2 separate regions of the Arachis hypogaea genome follow, and region 2 is linked to region 1. The links are chromatin contacts, called in public Hi-C maps. All regions are on one chromosome and are shown on one strand. The core of a region is the stretch at or near the end of the contact, and the rest is flanking DNA. Distances in the headings are between cores, read along the strand shown.

Evidence for each region. Hi-C and Micro-C count contacts between places; a contact is called where the count stands out from the background.
Region 2: a Hi-C map of leaf shows a contact between it and region 1, with 1.9 times the contacts expected there. The contact joins the enhancer-like site here to the promoter of LOC112777093 in region 1. A contact is called at or near these places in 2 of 8 Hi-C or Micro-C datasets (both in leaf).

The regions. Positions count from the first base shown.
Region 1 is chr19:38,374,194-38,382,121 of arahy.Tifrunner.gnm2.J5K5, reverse strand. It overlaps LOC112777093 (dormancy-associated protein homolog 3), which reads left to right and starts at 4,249. Exons shown (of 3, transcript XM_025821377.3): 1 at 4,249-4,552; 2 at 4,941-5,105; 3 at 5,952-6,449. The coding sequence starts at 4,432. The coding sequence ends at 6,058.
Region 2 is chr19:38,431,253-38,439,180 of arahy.Tifrunner.gnm2.J5K5, reverse strand. No RefSeq gene overlaps it. Among protein-coding and RNA genes, the nearest start is that of LOC112781913, 12 kb to the left of the region's middle. Within about 2 kb of position 3,175, at least 1 of the 3 cell types and tissues checked has open chromatin away from gene starts, as enhancers often do.

The DNA.
Region 1 (7,928 bases), core at 3,000-5,499:
GTGGATAACTCCTGGCACGACCTCGATAGTAGGAATATTGATTCCGAGAGGGCGCTCGATGCCCCCACTGTGGATTACGTCCATTACAAATGATCACGTCTCTGGAACTCCTGCCAATTCCTAATCCACTGAACACCTATAGCCTGAGAACGGCTTAAAGGTGTAGATACATTCTCTTGAGGAGTCTTCGAACTAGAGCCCTTCATACGCCTGATTGGCTGCCTCTGGCGCGCCTGCTCTTTCCTATGAGCCAACTCATTCTTCATCCTTTCTTTTTCAAAGATTGCTGCTGCTTCAGCATCGAAAACAGCATTGCACTGCGGACACAGAGATACGTCCCGGTCTTTGATCTTTTGCTGAACAAAGAAGTCCAGCAAACCATCCCTTGTCCTAGGGTATACTGATCTGACCTGTGACTCGAAATCATCAAGAGCCATATCAAAATCGTAGGACATGCCTACCATGTTTACTCCAAAGCAAGGTTCAACATAACTGGCATCAACTTCGAAGGGATCTACATCAACATTCATCTCTTTCTTGCCATCATCGAATTTCAATTGCCCCTCCATTATTGCTTCTTGAATTAAGTCCCTGAAATGGACACAACTGTTAGTCGAATGACTTGTTGCTTGATGAAACTTACAGTAACGCTTTCCTTTTAAATCTTCCACAGAAAGCAAAATTCTACCCTCAGGTAAAATAAATTATTTATCTTTAAGCAACACATAAAAAATCTTATCAGATTTTGAAATATCAAAACTATATTTCTTTCCACTTCTTAGTTTTGATTCATTCGACTTTTCACTGCTTGGCAATTTCTTCAACAAAGAGCAAACATATGGAGGGCATTTCTTAAGTTCGGCCAAACCGACTTTTGTTTCGAAATCGAATTCCTCCTCTGAAGACTCCATTGTCACATAAGCAACCTTTTCTTTTCGCGTAAGAGGTTTACTCTTTGATCTCTGTTCACTCCTATATTTTTCTTTTTCTTTTTTCATGAGTTCAGTCTGCCGAACCTTCTCAGCCAAATGGGCTAAGTCAGGAATATGCACATTAAGCAATTTTCTGCTCATATAGAATCCTAACCCCATAGTTGCTATTTTCACTACCTCACTTTCGGGTAATGATACACAGCATCTACTCCTAGCATTTTTGAAACGTATTAAATAATCATCAATAGTTTCACCATCTTCACGTTTCAAAGCCACTAGATCAGTAACTGCTACATTCATTTCCCCCGATAAAATTGAGCGTGAAAAATAGTTTCTAACTGATTCCATGTTGTGATCGAATTTGGTCTGAGATTCGAGAACCAAGTAAATGCATTCTTCGTCAATGACGAATGAAAAAATTTTATTTTCAGATTTTCATCATTAACTAAATTTCCCATCTCAACCAAATAACGAGCAACATGTTCAGTAGTTGATTCTCCAACTTCACCAACAAATTTTGTAGTTATCTTCAGATTTTTCACCCCTCTTGGCACTTCAGCCATTTGGACCACTTGGGGAAAAGTGGACACAAAATGTGGTTGATTCATAAAACCAACATTCAGACCAACCCGATTTAAAACCTCTTCTAAAATTCTAGTGACTTGATAACGTTCGCCACCACGCAATCTGGCTAAAAAGTCATCAGCATTTTGACCTCGGGGAACCATGTGAGGATTCTCTCGATTTGGAATGTTGTTTTTATTTTGAAAAATATTTTTCATCCCTTCGTTATTTCCCTTGGCATTATGCCTTTCACCTTCATCATAATCAACAATTCGAACAATCCTCTCGACTTGTCTAGCAAGACGCTCGAATCTTGATTCATGATCAGCCATCATGGGATTTAGAATTGTAGTCATTTGCTGAGTCAATAAATTGACCAAGTCATGATGACTTTCCTCCACTTGTTGTCGATATGCCGCCATCGAGTTCACAGCATTCGAAGTAGAGCCCACATTAAAATCACGAGAATACTCGGAATGTTGTTGTGGGTTTTGAACATTATTCACCCCATTTACATTACCAAAGCGGACAGGCGGCACAAAATCACCCACCGGTGGGGTATAACCAGGAGGAAGACCATAAGGAGGCCAACCGGCGGTTAATGGAGGTTGAAATGGTGGCACAGGACCACGTGGACGAATATTACGTCCAAGATTCCCAGTTTGAATAGTCGTAACGACTATACTTTCAGTTTCAATTGCACTTTCCGATCGTGAAGATACGTCGGCTTGTTGCATGGACATTGGTATGCTATCACTGGTGGACGAACCACCATTCACATTTGATAATTCATCAGCCATGTGAATGATCTAACCACTTCGTAATCGCATACACTAAAAATTACTGGAAAGAATATTTATCTGACACACTTCGATTTAAAAATAGTCCCACCGGGAGTGCCAATTTGTTTTGTCGATTTTTAGCAAATCGATGGTGGTTCAATATCTAGTGGTTTGGGAGCGAAACCTACTCCTCTGTGCGAGTACCAGTTTTCTAAAAGTGCATCAAAGCGCCTTCGATTAGACGAATAATAGTATAAAAGTAAATTAAAAACTCGTAAAGCAATAAAAGAAATGAATAAGTAAGGTTTTCAAAATGATAATATACTGAAATAAGAAAAGGTTGAGTTGAAGTTAAAAGAAAACACTAAAATGTCTTTAATGGAATCAAAGAACTTTAACATAGAAATTTTAAGTACAGAAAGATAAATTGGATAATGAAAATAGGAAACGCTTGGAATAATAAAATTACTTGAAATGTGAAATTTACAGAAAAGTAAATTAAAAGATAAAGAAGATGGAAGAAACCCTACAGAAAAGTTAACTCGATTGCAGACTCAGGAATTCACTAGGATGTGAGTGTGCTTGAATATTTTTTCTGAGTAAAAGTTCCAACCCTTATTCACTAATACTTCTTAGTATTTATAGGCTAATCTTACATAACTAACAATTAATTTACAATTAATTATAATTAAATACGAAATTTTAAATTTGAAGTGCAATCTCTCTTGGTAACCGTTTCTGCCGCATGATTGTAGATATTCCCCATAATTTCCTCGTGTAATAAAAGTCACTAACTCTCCCACTTCCATGACTATTCGATCAGCACATAATCGAAATCCAAGTCAGCGTCCATTACTTTCAACTTCAAGTTTATGCGTATATCTTCTCAACAAACCATACTTGACTCATTCCAAATCGATCCACTCTTGTCGAAAATATTTTTCGATAAACACGGAGAAAAGGAAAATATACTTATACTATTAAAGCCGTAATAAGACATTTTCTTTAAAAAAAATTGTATTGCAAAATTGTTTGATATAGAATTCCGTACAATATATGAGATATCTATATACATCAACTTTGAAAATAAAAAATATTAAACACTTAAAAGAAAAACTTATATGCATCATAATAATTTTTAAAATAATTATGTTAATTATATAAAAAAATTAATTATTAAATTAATTATTTATATAAAATATATATTAAAAATAAACTAAATAATATATATTTATATATAAATATATATAATAATTAATTTAATAATTAATTTTTAGTATATATATAATATTTTAATTTTTAAAATAAACGAAAAAATGATAACCATGTGATGAAATCTTCATCTTTTTATTATAACAATTTCATTGACCTACATCAGCACAATAAATCATGCAAAAATTACTTATAATGAGTTGGACATTAGAGAAAAATAAAATGTAATAATAGTTCGTAAAGCAAACAAAAATTAAAACAAAACCAAACAAAATTGACCGAAAATTAGTGTATGACTACCTTTGTTGATTTTTTATAAATAAAAAATTAATTTTATTTATTATAAATAAATTTATCAATATTTTAAATTAATAAAACAATAATTTACTCTTTTTACTTTTTTTGTTATTTACCAGAAATAAGAATGAGAGGATGAGAGTTAGTTTAGAGAGTGTGAGGGGACTATAAAGCAAAGCAGTGTTATCTTAGGTAAATAACACAAAAACAAAGGCCATTTTACTCGATTTCGGATAAAAGCCGTGGGCGTTTCGGAACAAACAAATTAGACGAAAGTGGCCCGTCACGTGATGTCCCCGTTCCGCGCACACACAAAGCAACGTCACGTGTCACCCCCTTCCTCTTTAGAATCCCCATATTTTCGGGGGCCCACGTGGTACTCTCTCCTCTCTCAAACCTTATCTCTAGCAGAATCCAGATCCACCATCCACGTCATATCTCCCACCATCCCTCGAACCAACGGCTCAGATCAAATCAGAATCTCATCACCCGCTAGATCTTTAACGCTTCGTATTTACTCCCCTCGTTAAATATCAAACCCCCCAGGCTGCGTTTTCAAATACTCCAGAAACCTGGTAACTGCTTCGTTAGTTACTCTCTCTCCCCTTCACTGGGTTCTAATCAACTACGCTAAGCCTCACACTATGGGCCTCCTAGACCACTTGTGGGACGACACCGTCGCCGGTCCTCCGCCGGACAACGGCCTCGGCAAGCTCCGAAAGCACCACACCTTCGCTTTCAGATCTGCCTCTGGCACCGGCAAGGGTACGCACACAACTGCACATAGATCATAATAATACTATTAACAACAATAATCTAATAGAAATCTGGAGTACTAACAAGCTATAACATGCTTGTTCAAAACAAGCTAAACAAGCATGTTATTAATTATCATGGACCATATAGCATAAACCTTTGCTCGATTTATGCTTTTGACCTTGAAACTTGCAGATCAAGATCTGAATTTTTCACGGTCATCGTCACAAAATTCACAATCACTTAGCCTGATTTTAATTTGCTTGACGTCACGATCCATTGAAGAAGAAATTTTGACGTATATATTATTATTGGAAATGAAAATGAAAATTTATGAGCTATATGGCACACCTAAAGCGTTATATTGACGTTTTATTTGGTTTTGGTTGATGATCAGAATCGGAGACGGGGAACGTGAGGTCGTACGGTGTAGAATCACCGGAGGATCCGGTGAAAGTGACACGTAGTATCATGATCGTGAAACCACCTGGCTACCAGAATCAGAGTGGATCCGCACCGGCTTCTCCCGCCGGTTCTACTCCTCCGGTGTCTCCGTTTTCCGGTAAGGTCGTTATCATATTTGTACTTTTTTATATTGTTGATTTATTTATTATTGGAATACCAAAATAGTTTAGACTTTAGGATAATTCGGTGGTCCGGTGTAACAATTATAAAAAATATTACGTGCAAAATCAGTGGTCTCTATTTACATCTAAATATATGTTTAATTTATTTTTAGTTTTTAACATGTTTAGTTAATTTGATGACATAATTGTAGATTTTAGTATTTTACTAACAAATATCTTAGTTAAAATTACTTATTAGATTCTTTTAAAATTTTATATATTTCCTACACAATAAATATAGTGCTAGTTAAATTCTTCGATGATATTATTAGTATGTTGTGGATTGTATTAATTCCCAAGGCCTTGATTTTCTTAAAACTTTGTTGATGAAGCCGAGTGTGTAACGGGTGTTCTAGAATTGTGTAACGTAAGGGCCACAGGGGTAATATTGTCCTTTTGCGAGGCGCGTCAATAATTTTGTTTATAAAATAAATGGATCGGGTGGTGGTGGTGATATATAAAAAGCTAAAGCTACTACTTACTTAGGAAGGGTGTTTTTGTCTCCTTTTAGCTATGCAGATGGGATATTGAAAAGGACGTACACCATGTGCTTATCTTATCCATGTATAAATGAATGTTAATATTTACATGACTACATATAATTAGCATATTCATTGAATAATTTCCTTTCCATGGACGCAACTTCAGATTTTGTTAGATGTAATTAATTAATATACCCATCTTTATTATATGCTGAAACAAAATTATATATTTCCTTTTTCTGCTAATTAACGTGTAATTTATTCTTAGATTATATATATAACGTGTATATGAATTTGCAGGAGGAAGTAGAGAGTCCTTTCGGTTTCGAAGAAGGTCGACCTCAGATGCGTACGAGAAGGCAGCGGGGCAAAACAGATCAAGCACTACTTCTCCTTTCGATGTGTGAGAAATGAAATGAGAGATCCTGGCCTCTTCGATCTTCCCTTGATGATGAGTGAACTGATGACTGAAGATATGTTTCTTTTTTTTTTTTTCTCCTTCCTTTGGCCCTTTGCTCCATCCAGTTTTGTTTATAGTGGTCTTTTCCCCCTTTTGTATTATATTTTTTATTTTTTATATAATAATATATGTAGGTAGATAAATAATGTGGTTATACTACTTATTAGGAGTTTGAGATCCTGCGAGAGTTCATGCGAGGTACCTAGGTGTGTGGTTTAGCATCTAATAGGCTTAACTGTCTGTGCTGATGTTTTTTCTTAAGATGTAAATATGGAATTATAATGGTGTAGTAGTGGTGTATGATATTATATCATGCTATGTACATAGAGCTTTCCAAAGTTTATCTGTGGTTCCTCTCTGTTTACCCTTATAGTATGAAAATAAATAAATAAATAAATAAATTTTCTTAAATAAATAGAATTAATACTTAATTTAGTCCATAAAATTTAAAGTCTAATTTAATTTTATTCTTAAAATTTTAATGGATTCAAATTAAACCGTAAATTTTATAATCCTAAGTCACAATAACTTTTGAGCGTGACATATTAATTTGGCATTAATTTGTGATTTAGATTCTTCACTTCATATGAACAAAGATTTATTAAAACTCCGCAAATTTAATTGTTATTCTAAAAATGGTAAAATTAAATTTAAGTTGTTATTATCGTTTTTATAAAATTGTTAGGGAGTTAATCAAATTTTTAAAAAATCTAATAAGTCTTAGTTACATAAAATTTAAATGAAGAGTTTAAATTTTAACAAGTTAACGTGTAAAATCAACATGTGTTTTACAGAAATTTAAATTTCATATCAAATTTTAAAAGTTAAATTAAATGTTAATTCTAAATAAATAATATTAGGTAATAATTTTTTTTCAAACGAAATTTTTAATCCAACGCTTTCTTTACAAAACTTATTTTTTTCTCATATTCTGTTTTTCTTTTTCTCTCTCTTTTTTGGGACTGATGTGTTGCTATATTTTTTTTGTTTTTTTGCGCTTTTTATTATTGTCTCTTCTTTCTTTTTTGTCCCTTTTTATTTATCTCTTTTAACACTTTTTTTTTTCTTTTTTTTTGTCTCTTTTTATTTATCTCTTTTAACACATTTTTTCCCCATATTATTTATATAAAATTTATGTTTTATCTCGTGGTCATTTCAAAAAAAAAAAAAATTGCATGTTTCTAAAAACAATTGTGCTGATTGTAAGAATTGTTTATTGGTTTTATAAAATTTATTGACTAAATTTAATTGAAATTTGATTATATAAATATTTATTAAGTTAGCGTTTTCCGTAAATGTTAAATAAAGTAGAAATAAATATGTAAAAACTAACTAATAATCAATGATTGAATATATAAAAAATAATTGAATTAATTTTTTTTATTGTCTTCAAATGTTTTGGATAGTAACATATATGGTTTTTTTTTGTTTTGAAAGAAGAGCTTTTTTTTTAGAGAAGCAAAACTATACTTGTAAATCGCAGCAAGATTAAATTTATATTTAAATTAAAAGTAAATATTTTATATATTGAACTATAAATTGAGAAGAGCCACAATATTCAATTACAAAAAAATTTATTAAGTTGAAATAAAGATAAAATTAAGTTTCTTCTGTTTTTAAATTTACATAAATACGTTACAACATGATAGAATACATTTTTTTCGATTTCGAAATATCAGAAGAGGGACCAGTACATCATAAAAAAGAACCATTACATCACAAAAGAAAAAGAATAACCATCATAGGATTATTAACAAACTAAATCTACGAAAAAGACTAAAAATTATAAAGAGAAACTAGAACCAGAAACAGGAGAA
Region 2 (7,928 bases), core at 1,926-4,425, 58 kb before region 1:
TGTATTTGGAACATGGTTTTTGAGCTAAAGAACACACAACCTGTGAGATTTGAGCCTTTATACATGGTTACATTATTTAACCATAATTATTTTATTCTTGTGTGTTTACTTCTCTATGATTGTAATCTATACTTTGTTTCATCCTATATGTCCAATGTTTAATATATCTATATGCTTGCATATGATTGAGGCCATTATTTGTTTAGCTCACTTATCCAAATTAAGCCTACCCCTTAAGTTGCCTTTGTTAGCCACTTTGAGCTTTTAAATCCCATTTGTTCTTTATTTTACCACATTACTAGCCTTAAGCGGAAAAACAATTATGTATCCCAATTGAATCTTTGGTTAGCTTAAGATAGAATTATGTGTTAATTAAGTATGGAAAAATTGTGGGAACAAGAGATAATAAGGGAATGTGTCATGACAATATAATGGGAATTTGGGTGCCTACTCATGTAAAATTATAAAAATTAAAAATCTATGCGCATTGATAAGCTACGTTTATATTTATGTTCAAAAAAAAATAAAAAAAATATTCAATAATCAAATAAGGGGACAAAATTACCCCAATGTTAAGTTAAGAATTCAAAGATCAATGCATGTATGTTAAAATTAAAATAAAAGTTGATACATGAGTAAAGAATGTGAAAAGAAAATTTTGGGTAGCTAAGTGTGAAATTTAAGCTATAAAGAATATATATATGTGTTAGGTGAAAGCTTGGGTTAATTAAAGATTCAATTTATAAGCTTACTTAGCCATATATGTACCCTTACCCATACCTTGGCCCCATTACAACCTTGAAAAGACCTCATGATGTTTGCATTGGTATATTAAATGTTGTTGATTAGTTAGGTGAAGAACAGAAATTAGAAAGCATGATTAGAGAAGGATAGAGTGATTACCCTATACACTAGAGAGATTAGAGCATACATACATCATCAGTAAGGGTTCAATGCTTAAGTTCTATGTTCCCTGCTTTCATGAGCTACCTTCTTGCATTTTTATCTGTTCTTACTGTATAAGAATTGAATTAGTAGAATTTGATCTGTGATTGTCTTGAAGAGCTTATTTACCTTTGACCAAGTGGACAAGAATCATATAGTTGCATTCACATATATAGGTTGCATTGCATTGCATGAGTTCTACATGTTCCTACCCATTTATTTTATCTCCTTCAACTAAGCATGAGGACATGCTAATGACTAAGTGTGGGGAGGTTGATAAACCACTATTTTATGGTTTATATTGTGTTTAATTGTACGGTTTTATCAAATCTTTACCCACTTATTCATATGATAAGCATGCATTTATAATTCCTTCCTAAAAATACTTCATGGTTGAAAACTTGCTTCCTAGAGACTTTTAATTATGTATTTTAATTCTCCTTTATTCCATTCGATACCGTGATCTGTGTGTTAAGTGTTTCAGGCTTTATAGGGCATGAATGAATTGGAGATTGGAAAGGAGGCTTGCAAAAATGGAAAGAATACAAGAAATTGAGGAGATGACCGGTGAGAAGTGACGCGGACGTATGGCTCACGCGACATAGAGGAAGTTGCAGTGACACGGACGCATGGCCCACACGACCGCGCGGATTGGAAACTGCACAAATGATGCGAAGGCGTAGACGACGCGCACGCGTGGCAAGGCAAAACGCCGGATGACGCGAACACGTGAATGATGCGATCGCGTGACATGCGCGATTTGCAGAATTTGCTGGGGGCGATTTTGGGCCCTGTTTTGACCCAATTTTTGGCCCAGAAAAGCAGATTAGAGCCAGGAAACATGCAGAGACCAGAGACAACATTCATTCCGCATAATTTTAGTTTTAGATATGATTTTACTCCTCCTCTAGGTTTTCTCTCTACACATTCATAGTTCTTAGGATGTTGATTTTATTGCTTTTTGGACTGGAATATTGAGAAGAGTTATTACTTCCATCAAGACTTCGTCATTCTAGTTTGTTTCCTTACTTGTCACTTACTCTTCCATGTCCTTTATTTAGTCAGAATTATTATTGGATTATTTTTAGAATTTAATAATACAAGAACTATTTTTATTTTTAATTGATCCTTTTGATTATTATTTATCATGTCTTTCAATATTTCCCTTTCTTATTTCGTGGATTTTACAATCATAATGAGCGAGTAGTTCTACAACTTGATTGGGAGTTGATTGACAGGAGGATCTTAAGTTGGATGCTCAAGAGTAAAATTATAGTTGGGTTTCGCGTTGGGTCGCCCTCTAATCACTGACACTAGTCCTTCCCAAGGGAGAGGATTAGAACTTGTGAATAGAAATTGACTTCCAACTTGCTTAACTTTCCTTTACCTGGTAAAGGATAACTGAGCAGGCAACCTTTAATTATCACTTTTATCTTGAGAGAACTCCATCAAGGATATGGCTTCCAACTAATCTACTCCCGGTCAAGGTCTTTATTTAAATTACATAAATTCTCTAATTTAATTTCCTGTTTATCAACTCAAACCATTTTTAGAAAACATCTGATTAATAAAATAGCACATCTTCCTGCAACTCGTTGGGAGACGACCTGGGATTCATACTCCCAGTATTTTAATTTTAATTTTGTGAAAAACACTTCTAAATTGATAAGCGGATTTTCGGTTGGTTAAGAACTGTACTTGCAACGTATCTCTTATAACAATTTTTTAACTCACCAATTTTCGCCACGTCAAGGCTCTCACTACCGAGCAAGTCTGACAACATCTGACCATGGCTAATATACGGCTGATGCTCCTGCAAACTATCGTCACACGCAGGTACCCCAGTGAAGTAGTCTCCGAAATCGCAACCAGGAATGTCAGCACCCCCTGATCCCCCTACTCCCCCACCGCCACCTCCTCCACTATGACCACCTGAGCCCCCAGCGTCCCCGATCCCATCTCCACCGCTATGACCATCATCGGGTCCCCCGTCATCCCCGTCACCACCTCCTCCTGGACCCGCGTCCCCCCCACCACCACCTCGGGCACGACCTCTGACTCCACCTCGTCCACGAGCCCTCCCAGCTCACCTCCCACGTCCCCTCCCCTCCTCTCCATGACATCTATGGCCTCCTCCAGCCATATCCACTCACGCTGGCTAGATCGAGTACCAACACACTGCCTCCTAGCGACCCTACGATTTTCTAGAACATCAGGTAGCTGGTCCATCTCCGGGCGTCGTCCGGGGACTCGCTCAATCACCTGAGCCGGTATCGCAGCTCTCCTAGGGTCACCTAGGAGGAGCTCTGGCGATAAAAACCTCCTGCCATGCTGATACCACCAATCAAGGTACTCATGAGAAGGTCCTGGATCAGGTACGATATCAAACTGTAGCACGTGCTGCGCCCTATCTGACCAATGCATGTGCCAACTCTGCAAACTCAAAGGAAACCAACGATCTCTGCCCCTCCCATCCTTGGACATTAGAAAATCTATGTTCAGGGTAGCACGTGGCCGACCCTGTACCCCACCAAACTGAGGAAGAACGCGGTCTACCGGATGCCACTCAATAACAGCGAAATAGATCAACGCTGTCGTGGCCCTCCACAAAGTCATATGGCGTGGATCCAAGATCTCGGGATGTACCACCTGCACCACCTCCGCCAAGCTATATAGCATCCAAAGAAACTGCGCATTCAATTCCAAATTGTTAGTCCACATAAAATAAAAAGGATTAAAATACAACATAAACATGAAAATACTCACATCCCCCAGCTGGAGCAAATCAATCCTCAGCCTCCAATTCGCGACACGAGGCCCTTTGTTGCTCAAGCTCGGCTGATAACCTCCCCATCTGAAAATCACAACATTTAGTTAACCATAATTATAGATGCTAAATAAATGGAAAATAGTTCGCATGACTAAATGGAGACTACCTCCAGGCCAACGGCCAATGGAAAACATCATATCCGTCCGGCCGAAATCCAGGGAACCTCCAAAAGATCCACGACTGGAGGAGCTGCAATGGACCAGCCAACTTGACGACATTTCTGTTCGCCACACGGCACATGCACCTATATAGCCATGACAACGCAGCGGAACCCCAACTGTACTGACCCATGTCCTCCAACCTAGCCACATACGGCAGCCATCGGATGTGAAGGCAGGTACCTGACTTGTCCCCAAACAGCTGTGTCGATAGGAGCATCATGATGTATGCACGGGCATACCTCCTAACCGTCTCGTCATCTGCCCCTTGTGAAAGATCACTAAACGTCTCCTCAAACCATGTGCACTTCACTATGAACTTGTCGATGCAGTTCGCAGGAGGCAACACCCCGAGCAGCTCCTCAAACCACACCCATGGTGGTCGGCTGCCCTCTATAAACCGCGAAAAGTCTGTCAGGCAGCCGCTAACATACTGACCGTCGATCGGGAGACCAAGGTGGTACGCTACATCCTGTAGGGTTATGGTGCACTCCCCAAACGGCATGTGAAATGTATGTGTCTCAGGGCGCCATCTCTCTATGAAGGCGCTGACCAACGGTTTGTCCAACCTAAACCAACTCTCGTTCAATCTTGCAAGATGGTACAGACCAGCCATCTGCAAGTAAAGAACGATCCTATCATCCAACCTCATACCATGCTGCCGTTTCATGCTGCTGATGCATCGATGGGGCTGCATAACAATAGAACATAACTTCTCACATTCGTCAAAGCAAAAAGCTCTCAATGAATCCCAACCAATCCTTTATAGATAGACACGCTAACCACTACATTATTCACGATCCAATTTTTCGTACAGTTACAAATATGAGATAAGAACATGTTCTTTTTATCAACAATCATCAAAAGCAGCAGTTAACCCTGTTCATTACTCTACACCTAACCCTATTCTATAGTTAATAACTCATTAATACTGACATGAACTGAATTCAAATATCTGTTTTCGGATTTATTTTAAAAATGCCACACTAACAGTTCTAACTGACGACTAATTTATTCAAAAAAATTAAATATTAAAAAAACACTAACCTTGAGGTGGACGACTCCAGCGATATGCGCGACTCCATCAAGTCGATACAGACGATTCAGGTCGTCCTCCATCCATGCAGAGTCGGTCCAAATCGGGTTGTTTTCCAGAGAATCTAGGAACTGCACGGTGGGGTTGGGAGTGGGGTATGAGTTTCTAAGTTCGAATCAAGTGACTTCGATTTGTTTATATAGCAAAGAAGCATGTAATTCGAATCAACTTGATTCGAACTATACTCGTTCGAATTGCATGTAAATCGAAGCAAGTGAGTTCGATTTACAAAAGTCCTAAATCGAAACAAGTGGTTTCGATTTACGTTGGTTTTGATTTTGTTGGGTAAATCGAATTCAGTTAATTCGATTTATGCGGTTTCTGAAATCGAATTCAGTAACTTCGATTTATAAGGTTTCTTAAATCGAATTGATTTGATTCGATTTGTATTCAAATTGTTCTCTAACGTAATTCGAATCGTTTAAATTTGATTTACTTCGTGTTTGGATAAATCAAATTGAGTGAATTCGATTTATATAGATATTAACATTGGGACTTTAACGTTACAAATTTCTGTTTGGAACAATCAAAACATTTTCAAATGTACTTGGTTTAACCAGATAATCATATGTTTTATAAAAGAACAATTAACTTCAGCAAAATATAATCACATTTTTATGGATATCAAAATGTCAGTCATTATTATAATTATGTACTTTTATTCATATTTTGATTTTAAATTAGATGTGAATATAACTTGATTTTCTTACTTACAATATAAGATCATTTTATATTTCTGTATAAATATGACTGTTAATTAATCTTTTATATTTATATTATACTTGAATCTTACATCATTAACGACAAGAGTTTTTTTTTTATTTCTTTTTGTATGGATAATACTAATTTTAAAGAAAAAAAATGTCAAAGGTGATGAGTTCATGTTTATCCTAAAGATGTATACCTTTTGTCTAGTTGGATGTGGAAAACAGAAATTATTTTTGTAAGGCCAAGGTGGGCGCTATTCATCATTTGATAATTGATGTTTTACCATAATCAACTTATCATCACATTAATTTACTGGTCTATATATAACTAACTAATTAATAATACGATAATAATAGAGAGATAAAAAAAATTAAAATTTGTCTTATTCAATATTTATTAATTATCTCAACAATTAATAAATATTAAATAAAATAAATTATATCTATTTTTAGTTAATTTTCTTTAATTATCAAATATTTCGTTAATAATGATAGTTGAAATATTTATCAGAAATTACTAGCTTGTATTGTACTATATGATGACTAGATATCAGATAGATATTCCAACAACTGCATATATAAAGAATGTTTACGAGGTTACATATGGTGATGAGTCGTGATGAGATTGAAATGTTTGGTGAAGTTATGGTCCTAATCTGTAGAATCCTATATTCGTGGATGCGGTGATGTTCTTGTGAGTTTCATGAATGAGAATATGTGATGAGACGTTGTTATAGCTTTTATCTTTGTGTTCCCGTATCAGCTAGAATCTAGCCAGCAGTTTGATTATCTATCTGTATGTTGTTAATTAGATTCACGTGGACATCGGATCAAATGTGGATTCAAAATATATTATTGAAAATAATTTATAGCGATAATATAACGTTGAAATATTAATTTAGTCCTATGCAATAATCTTAGAACAATCCAGCAGTGTTTATCTCAATTACGAAATCTAAGTTATAAAAGGAGAGTTTTAATTTGTTTATTTATTTAATACTATTTATAACTAAAAAATATAAAAAAAATTTACGATAAAAGATATAAACTAATTTGATATTTATTAAAAATTAAATTAGTCCTACAAAACTACCAAATAAATCATTATTATTAATGGTAAAACTTTCCTCTGTCTTCTTATTATTATCCTACAAAATTGGTATATTATTTCTAACTAAATTTAAAAGTTAACTTATAAAAAGTCTTGTGAAACATTTATAATTTTTTTTTCAAAAAATAAAAATCCCGTCCCTTAGACATAAATTTCTTTATTTTTCTTTTCTTGATAATTAATTGATTACTTTAGAAGCTAAGTTTTAACAAATGATGGGAGTCGTGCGTTGAAAAGTAAATGGAAGGAGGTTGTCAATTCCTATTACCCTCTTAAGGTAGTGATTGATTCTTGAATGTCACTCTCTTGTGTCCGATGAGTCCAACGTCAATTTCTCAAAGAGCAATAATGGAAGAAAAAAAGACACGCGCGATCAAGAAGGAAACAAGAGAAAGGGAAAGCAGACAGATCTCAGAAAAACAAAAACGGCAAATAAATATAATTAATGAAGAAAGCGACACCAATTTTCTGGCATTCCCTAATCATGTTCTTAATGTAGCTTATGAATTATTATTGATGGGAAACGTTCGTTATTTACTTTTTAACCTGTTACCCTTTCTCTCTTTTTGACTTTGTATGATAGATGGATGGATAATGTTGTACCAGCTCAGAGGCACGACACGAAAATATAATAAACTGAAATAATTAAAAAAAAACAAATAAATCTCTAATTTTTAAATTTAAAAATACATAAATTTTTAACTAATTGAAGTTATATAAACATTATTAACTTTTTAAAAATAATATTTGTGGTGAATGTTATTGAATTGTCTGCCTCAACAAAAAGGAGAACACTCAAACTCTTGCGAGTTGTTCCTCTTTAACAAAAATTCATTTAGCCAAATAGTAAATTAATTTGTATTTTTTCACTGTTCATAAAAAGTTGAAAAGGGAATAAAACTGAAAACATAGACAATAAAACATATAAAAAATTAAATGTTTGTCCATTTTTATTTGTAACATCTTAATTTCATAAAAGGAAAAATTAATGTTAATGTATTAAGAGATATTAATTGTGAAAAATGAATAATTTATATCAAATTATTACCAAGGACCTAAATGAACAAAAAAAAAATACTAT